2 separate regions of the Oryctolagus cuniculus genome follow, and region 1 is linked to region 2. Evidence: chromatin contacts called from public Micro-C data. All regions are on one chromosome and are shown on one strand. Each heading gives the region's core, a stretch centred on a gene start, on an enhancer-like site or on the middle of the called end of the contact. The rest is flanking DNA. Distances are from core to core; before and after follow the strand shown. Region 1 has its middle 63 kb from the start of MXI1. Region 2 holds the start of MXI1 (MAX interactor 1, dimerization protein).

What was found. A called contact is a pair of places that touch in the nucleus more often than the background predicts.
Region 1: a contact with region 2 is called in a Micro-C map of ear pinna, with 4 times the contacts expected there. The contact joins the enhancer-like site here to the promoter of MXI1 in region 2. A contact is called at or near these places in 3 of 6 Hi-C or Micro-C datasets (ear pinna, psoas muscle and an unstated tissue).

The regions. Positions count from the first base shown.
Region 1 is chr15:20,112,069-20,114,768 of mOryCun1.1, reverse strand. No RefSeq gene overlaps it. Among named protein-coding and RNA genes, the nearest start is that of MXI1, 63 kb to the right of the region's middle. Within about 2 kb of position 1,373, at least 1 of the 8 cell types and tissues checked has an H3K27ac peak or open chromatin away from gene starts, as enhancers often do. A contact at or near this core is called in ear pinna, where this site is marked.
Region 2 is chr15:20,049,454-20,052,153 of mOryCun1.1, reverse strand. MXI1 (MAX interactor 1, dimerization protein) reads left to right here and starts at 1,376. Exons shown (of 6, transcript XM_070057234.1): 1 at 1,376-1,850. The coding sequence starts at 1,577.

The sequences.
Region 1 (2,700 bases), core at 124-2,623, 63 kb before region 2:
GACCTCTTGACTTAAATTATCCTTTCTGTTTTTTTTTTTTTTTTTTTTTTTTTTTTTAAGGTAGTGATCATGGCATCATGGACCTGGGGCTGCGGTAATGCTTTGCGACTCTTCTCTGTCCGTCCTTAAAGGGAAAGCATTTTGGTCTGCGCACAGGCTCTCGTCTAAGAGTTGTTTTCCCAAAGCGGCAGGTTCTGAGGCTTCTCACCGAGCAGGAGCGCTGGAGGAAGTAGCTGCACTCGGTAGCTCACCCCTTTCCTGTTGAGTAATGCCTTACGGGTTGGGTTTCAGTGGTGACTGCTCCGATAGACTTGGGCACTTCGGGACAGATGACCTCCTTGGTTTTATGAGAGAACATGTAGATACAGTCAACTTGTTGGCAGGCACGGGCAAACCCTTCCAAAGGTGTTTACTGGACTAACGAGTTAAGATTAAATATTACTTCTACCTGGTTTCTGTTTTGGAACTGTTGGCTTCAGTTGTTTCAACTGAAATAAAAGTCATTTGAAACTAAGACACCCAAGAGTGTATCCCAGATATTATCTAGTGATATTTTTGAAGGGCAAGGGCTTGGGGCACCCTAGGATATGAAGCCTGTTAAATTACTTAGCTTAAAATATATTGTGTATGGCCAGCGCCGTGGCTCAATAAGCCTAATCCTCTGACTTGCGGCGCCGGCACACCGGGTTCTAGTCCCGCTTGCCCCTCTTCCAGGCCAGCTCTCTGCTATGGCCCGGGAGTGCAGTGGAGGATAGCCCAAGTGCTTGGGCCCTGCACCCGCATGGGAGACCAGGAAAAAGCACCTGGCTCCTAGCTTCGGATCAGCGCGATGTGCCAGCAGCAGCGCGCCGGCTGCGGCGGCCATTGGAGGGTGAACCAACGGCAAAAGGAAGACCTTTCTCTCTGTCTCTCTCTCTCTCTCTCACTATCCACTCTGCCGGTCCAAAAAAAAAATATATATATATATATATATATTGTGTGGTGAGATGTCTTGTTTTTGAAATATCTTTTAAATAGTTACATATTTTACAACCAGGTAGATGAAATGATTTTGTATGTAGGTATGGCCCTGTGTCTCTGTTTTGATCTTTAGGTTAATATTGAGCAAGAGAGCATGCACATATACTTGCCAGAGTCAGGCTGAGCATGGCTCAATTAACTGCAGAACAGGGCAGACTGGGTGGGGCGAGTTCTGGAATCCTTCCCACTCACTGAGCAAAGTCAGGTGTTCAGGAGAAGGCTTGAGCTGAAGAAGTTGGGAAGCCCAGCCCGGCAGATAAAACGTGGGACCTGGAGGATGTGGCAATCAACCCAAAGCTCAGTCTGGTAAGTGGCCTGCACCAGGGAAGCCAAAGTCTCCATCAGGAATCTGCAGCAGGAAAGCAGAGTGCTACAGGCATGTAGGAGGTGTCTGAGCCACCGGCCTAGCTTCAAGAGCAGTGGCAAGATCAGGGCAGGACCTGAGGCTTAAGAAGTCCACTTAGCACTTCTTCAAGACAGGAACTCAGATGTCCGGAAAATGACAGGCGGGGATCCTGGCACCAAAGCTGAGGTATCTGATAATGCCCGGATCCCAGGAACCAGGCAGTGCTCAGAGCCAAGACAAGGCCCCTGCTGGCCTAGTGACAGGCTGGGCTTGATGCTGAATGACTTCCAGAGCCAGACACTGGAGCTCCCTCCGTTCCTCCTGATTCCGCCTGCCTCGTCGGGACTGGCTGTGCAGATGACAGCCAGGTGGGCCGGTCAAGAGGCCCAGCTGTTGCAGAGGAGCCCTGTGGAGACCAGGGAGGGGCCTGGCTTGGCTCCGCACCAGGGAAGCAGCCTCCTGTGCTAACGAGACACAGCTGTGCGTGGGTGCAGCCGGCCGAGGAGTGGACCATTCACACCAGAACCTACCTAGGTGGACCAGCAAACACTAATGAACAAGGGCAGGTGCTACCAACACTAGCGGTGCAGATGGCCCTGTGCTCCTTGGGAACTGTCTTTCCATATTTGGAGGCACAGTTCCACCATAGAAATGTTTCCCTTCAGTGACAGCTGTGGACTCTTACTGGTGTCACTGTTGCTGGGTAGGGGAGAATCAGAGTGGTCCGTGTGTCCTCCCCCTCCAAGAGATGTGCTATGATTCTGGACCAGCAGAACAGCTTTGATTCCGTGTGGGTTGAACTCCGTAACCCTGTGGTTTGGGGAGTAGCCTCTTGTCGCTGTCAGAGGCCTCTCATTTGTCTCACCACACTTGTCCAGATAAGAACCTCTCAGCTCACCCCTGCAGCCAACCACGTGAGAGAAGCGCTTCCTTGGGGCCGTCCCTGTAGGAGCTCGGGTCTGTCTGCACCATCTGGAGGGCCCAGGAGGTTGCTGTGGGAGTCATCCACCCCTCCACTCCTGCAGCCATCCACAGAGGGCCTGGCCCTACCCACAGCGAGCAAGGCCTCTTTCACACCACCCGCCCTAACCTGACTCCCCAGCAGGCTGCCTCCCCAGCTCTCCAGGCCCCTTCTCCGCCTGGCCCCACTGACGGAGGATGTCGCCTTTCGCAAAACACTTCTTTACCAAGCGCCCGTAGCACTCCCGAGTCACGCTGATCTTGGCTCGTCTGAAGCTCTTATTGATTGTGTTGCTGTGTCTGTCCTACAGGACTGTGAGCTGTGAAACGGCAAGGACTGTACCTCCTTCATCCCTTTGTCCGTCACCACATTG
Region 2 (2,700 bases), core at 127-2,626:
CAGCTGGACCAGGGCTGGGGAGGAGTGTGGAGAGAGATGCTTACATCTCCTCCCCCTTCCTGGAAAATAACTGCATGAGAAGATCAAGGGAGCGAGTCAGTCTGTAACTGTGGGCGGCCTGAGGGTTTCGCTAGGCCATGTGGAGACACACACAGGTGTGCATGTCCAAGTGTGTCCTCAGGAGCCTGTGTGTACAGAAGGGTGTATGTATGTAGAATTGTCTGTGTGTGTGTGTGTTTAGGAGTGTGGGGGGAGTGCATGTGTATAGATGTGTGTGGAGTCTGTGTGTGCTGTAGGAATGTGTGTGGTGTGTGTGGTGTGTGTAGGTGTGTGTGCAGTATTATGGAGTGTGTTGGGGTGTGTGTGTGTTATGTGTGGTGTGTGTGTGTAGGTGTGTGTGCAGTATTGTGTGTGTTGGGGTGTGTGTGTGTTATGTGTGGTGTGTGTGTGTGCGCAGTATTATGGAGTGTGTTGGGGTGTGTGTATGTGTAGGAATGGGTGTGTTGTGTGTAGGTGTGTGTGCAGTATTATGGAGTGTGTTGGGGTGTGTGTGTTATGTGGTGTGTGTGTGTGTGCGCAGTATCATGGAGTGTGTTGAGGTGTGTGTATGTGTAGGAATGGGTGTGTTGTGTGTAGGTGTGTGTGCAGTATTATGGAGTATATGTTGGAATGTGTGTAAAATGTGTGTGGGGGGTGTGTAGGTATGTGTGGAGTGTGTATGGTGCATGTGGAGTGTATGTGTGTGGGAGTGTGTGTGGTGTGTGTGTGGAGTGTGTGCAGTGTGTAGGAGTGTGTGAAGTGTGTGTGTAGGTATGTGGAGAGTGTGGTGTGTGGAGTGTTATGTGTGTGAGGGGAATGGTATGTGTGCAGCGTATAAGAGTGTGTCTGATGTGTGATGTGTGTGTGTAGGAGTGTGTATGCAGTGTGGAGTGTGTAGGAGTGTGTGTGTGGTGTGTGTGCAGTATGTGTGGGGGAGTGTGTGTAGGAATGTGTGTGTTGGGGACAACGAGTGTCAGGTTACATGTGATGGTTCAATTCTTCCTATTCGGATTGAGCTTTTATTTAAAAATAAAAATAATTTTAAAAAATAATAAGTGGTGGCCACCATTATCAGGGAAAACTATGTGCCAGGCGTGTGCTGGGCGATTTTTTTTTTTTTCTGGGAAGCAAAAACCCAGCCGTCGCAGGAGTTTGCTCCTCTGCAGGTGCACTCCGAGCCGAGCGGCGGTGCGATCTGGGCAGAGGCGGGGGCGGGCAGGCTGCGCCGGTCTCCGCCTTCTGCTGTGGCCGCTCCGCCGGCGTCCGCCTCGCGCTAGGACCCAGCGCCGGAGCGCCTCCGTCCGTCCTGTAGGTTCATTCAATCTCCCATACACACAGACCCACAGCGAGACCGACACACACGCACACCCGCGCGCACACACAACTGCACGCCGCCAGCCTCCTCGGGAAGTCGGGCCGGCTCCTCGCCCCGGCGCCTCCTCCGCTCCAGCCCGCCGGGTCTCCCTGGGGGCCCCGAGCTCGGCCGGGCCGCGAAGCCCCCCGAAGAGCAGGAGCTCGGCTGACCCCCGGCTCCTCCATGGGCAAACGCGGGCGGCCGCGCAAGGAGGCGCGCGGCGAGGGCGCGGGGCTGGCCCCCGCCGCGCCCCCGGCCATGCCCCCGGCCGCGGCCGCGCCCCAGCCCCCGGCCCAGCCCGAGGAGCCCGCGGGGGCCAAGCCCAGGTGCCCCTTCTCGGACATTTTCAACACCAGCGAGAACTCGATGGAAAAGCACATCAACACTTTTCTGCAGAACGTGCAGATTCTGCTCGAGGCCGCCAGCTACCTGGAGCAGATCGAGAAAGAAAACAAAAGTAAGTTTGGGCCCCCCCCCCGCGCCTCCTCGGTGCCTGGCTCCTGCTTCCTCGCCCACTTGGGCGACCCCTGTCGCCTGCTCGGCCTGCGCCCCCAACACACACACACACACACTCACACACACACACACATGCACACGCAGCCCTCGGCGGTGCAGCCGGTGACACCGGGGAAAGGACACGCACGCACGCCCAGAGCTGCCGGAGATGTAACAAAGACGAGCGCGGGCAGCGGGGCCTGCGGTGCGTCCGTGTGTCCGTGGCGCGCGGTGCTGTTTGCTGACAACTGCGCCCCGAGCTCAGCTCTCCGAGGTCGCCTTTCTTCCTTTTTTTTTTTTTTTTTTTTTTTTTTTTTTTTTTTTCTGTTTTTGTTTTTCTGGGAGCCTGCTCGGGTAGACAAGTGTTGTTTTCCCGTTCTCGTTCCTGGGTGGGGTGAGGATTAGAAGCCGAAAGTTGGACACCGTCGGCAGAGCTCAGGGCTTCCAGAAAGAAAACACACAGGCGCGCACCACAACAATAACAACCGCGGGCGGCACAGCCTCCACGGCGTGGGCGCGGGCTGCTCCCTCCCCTCCCGCAGCCGGGACTGGGCTCCGGCCCTCGCGTCCTCGGACCCAGGCCTCCGCGCGCGCCCTTCGTCCTGGGGTGCCACCGCGCCCCCTCCCCAAGAAACAGGCCCTGGGGCCGGGGAGCGCCGGCAGCTCGCCCGGGTCCCGCCGCCCTGCGCCCGAGAAACTTGGCGAGGGGGACGCGGCTAGAAGGAAACTTTGGGATCTAACAGAAACAATAGTTGGGGGAAGAAGGTGTGGGCTGTGGTGTGCGGTTTCTTTATTTTCCTGGAGACGGCTCC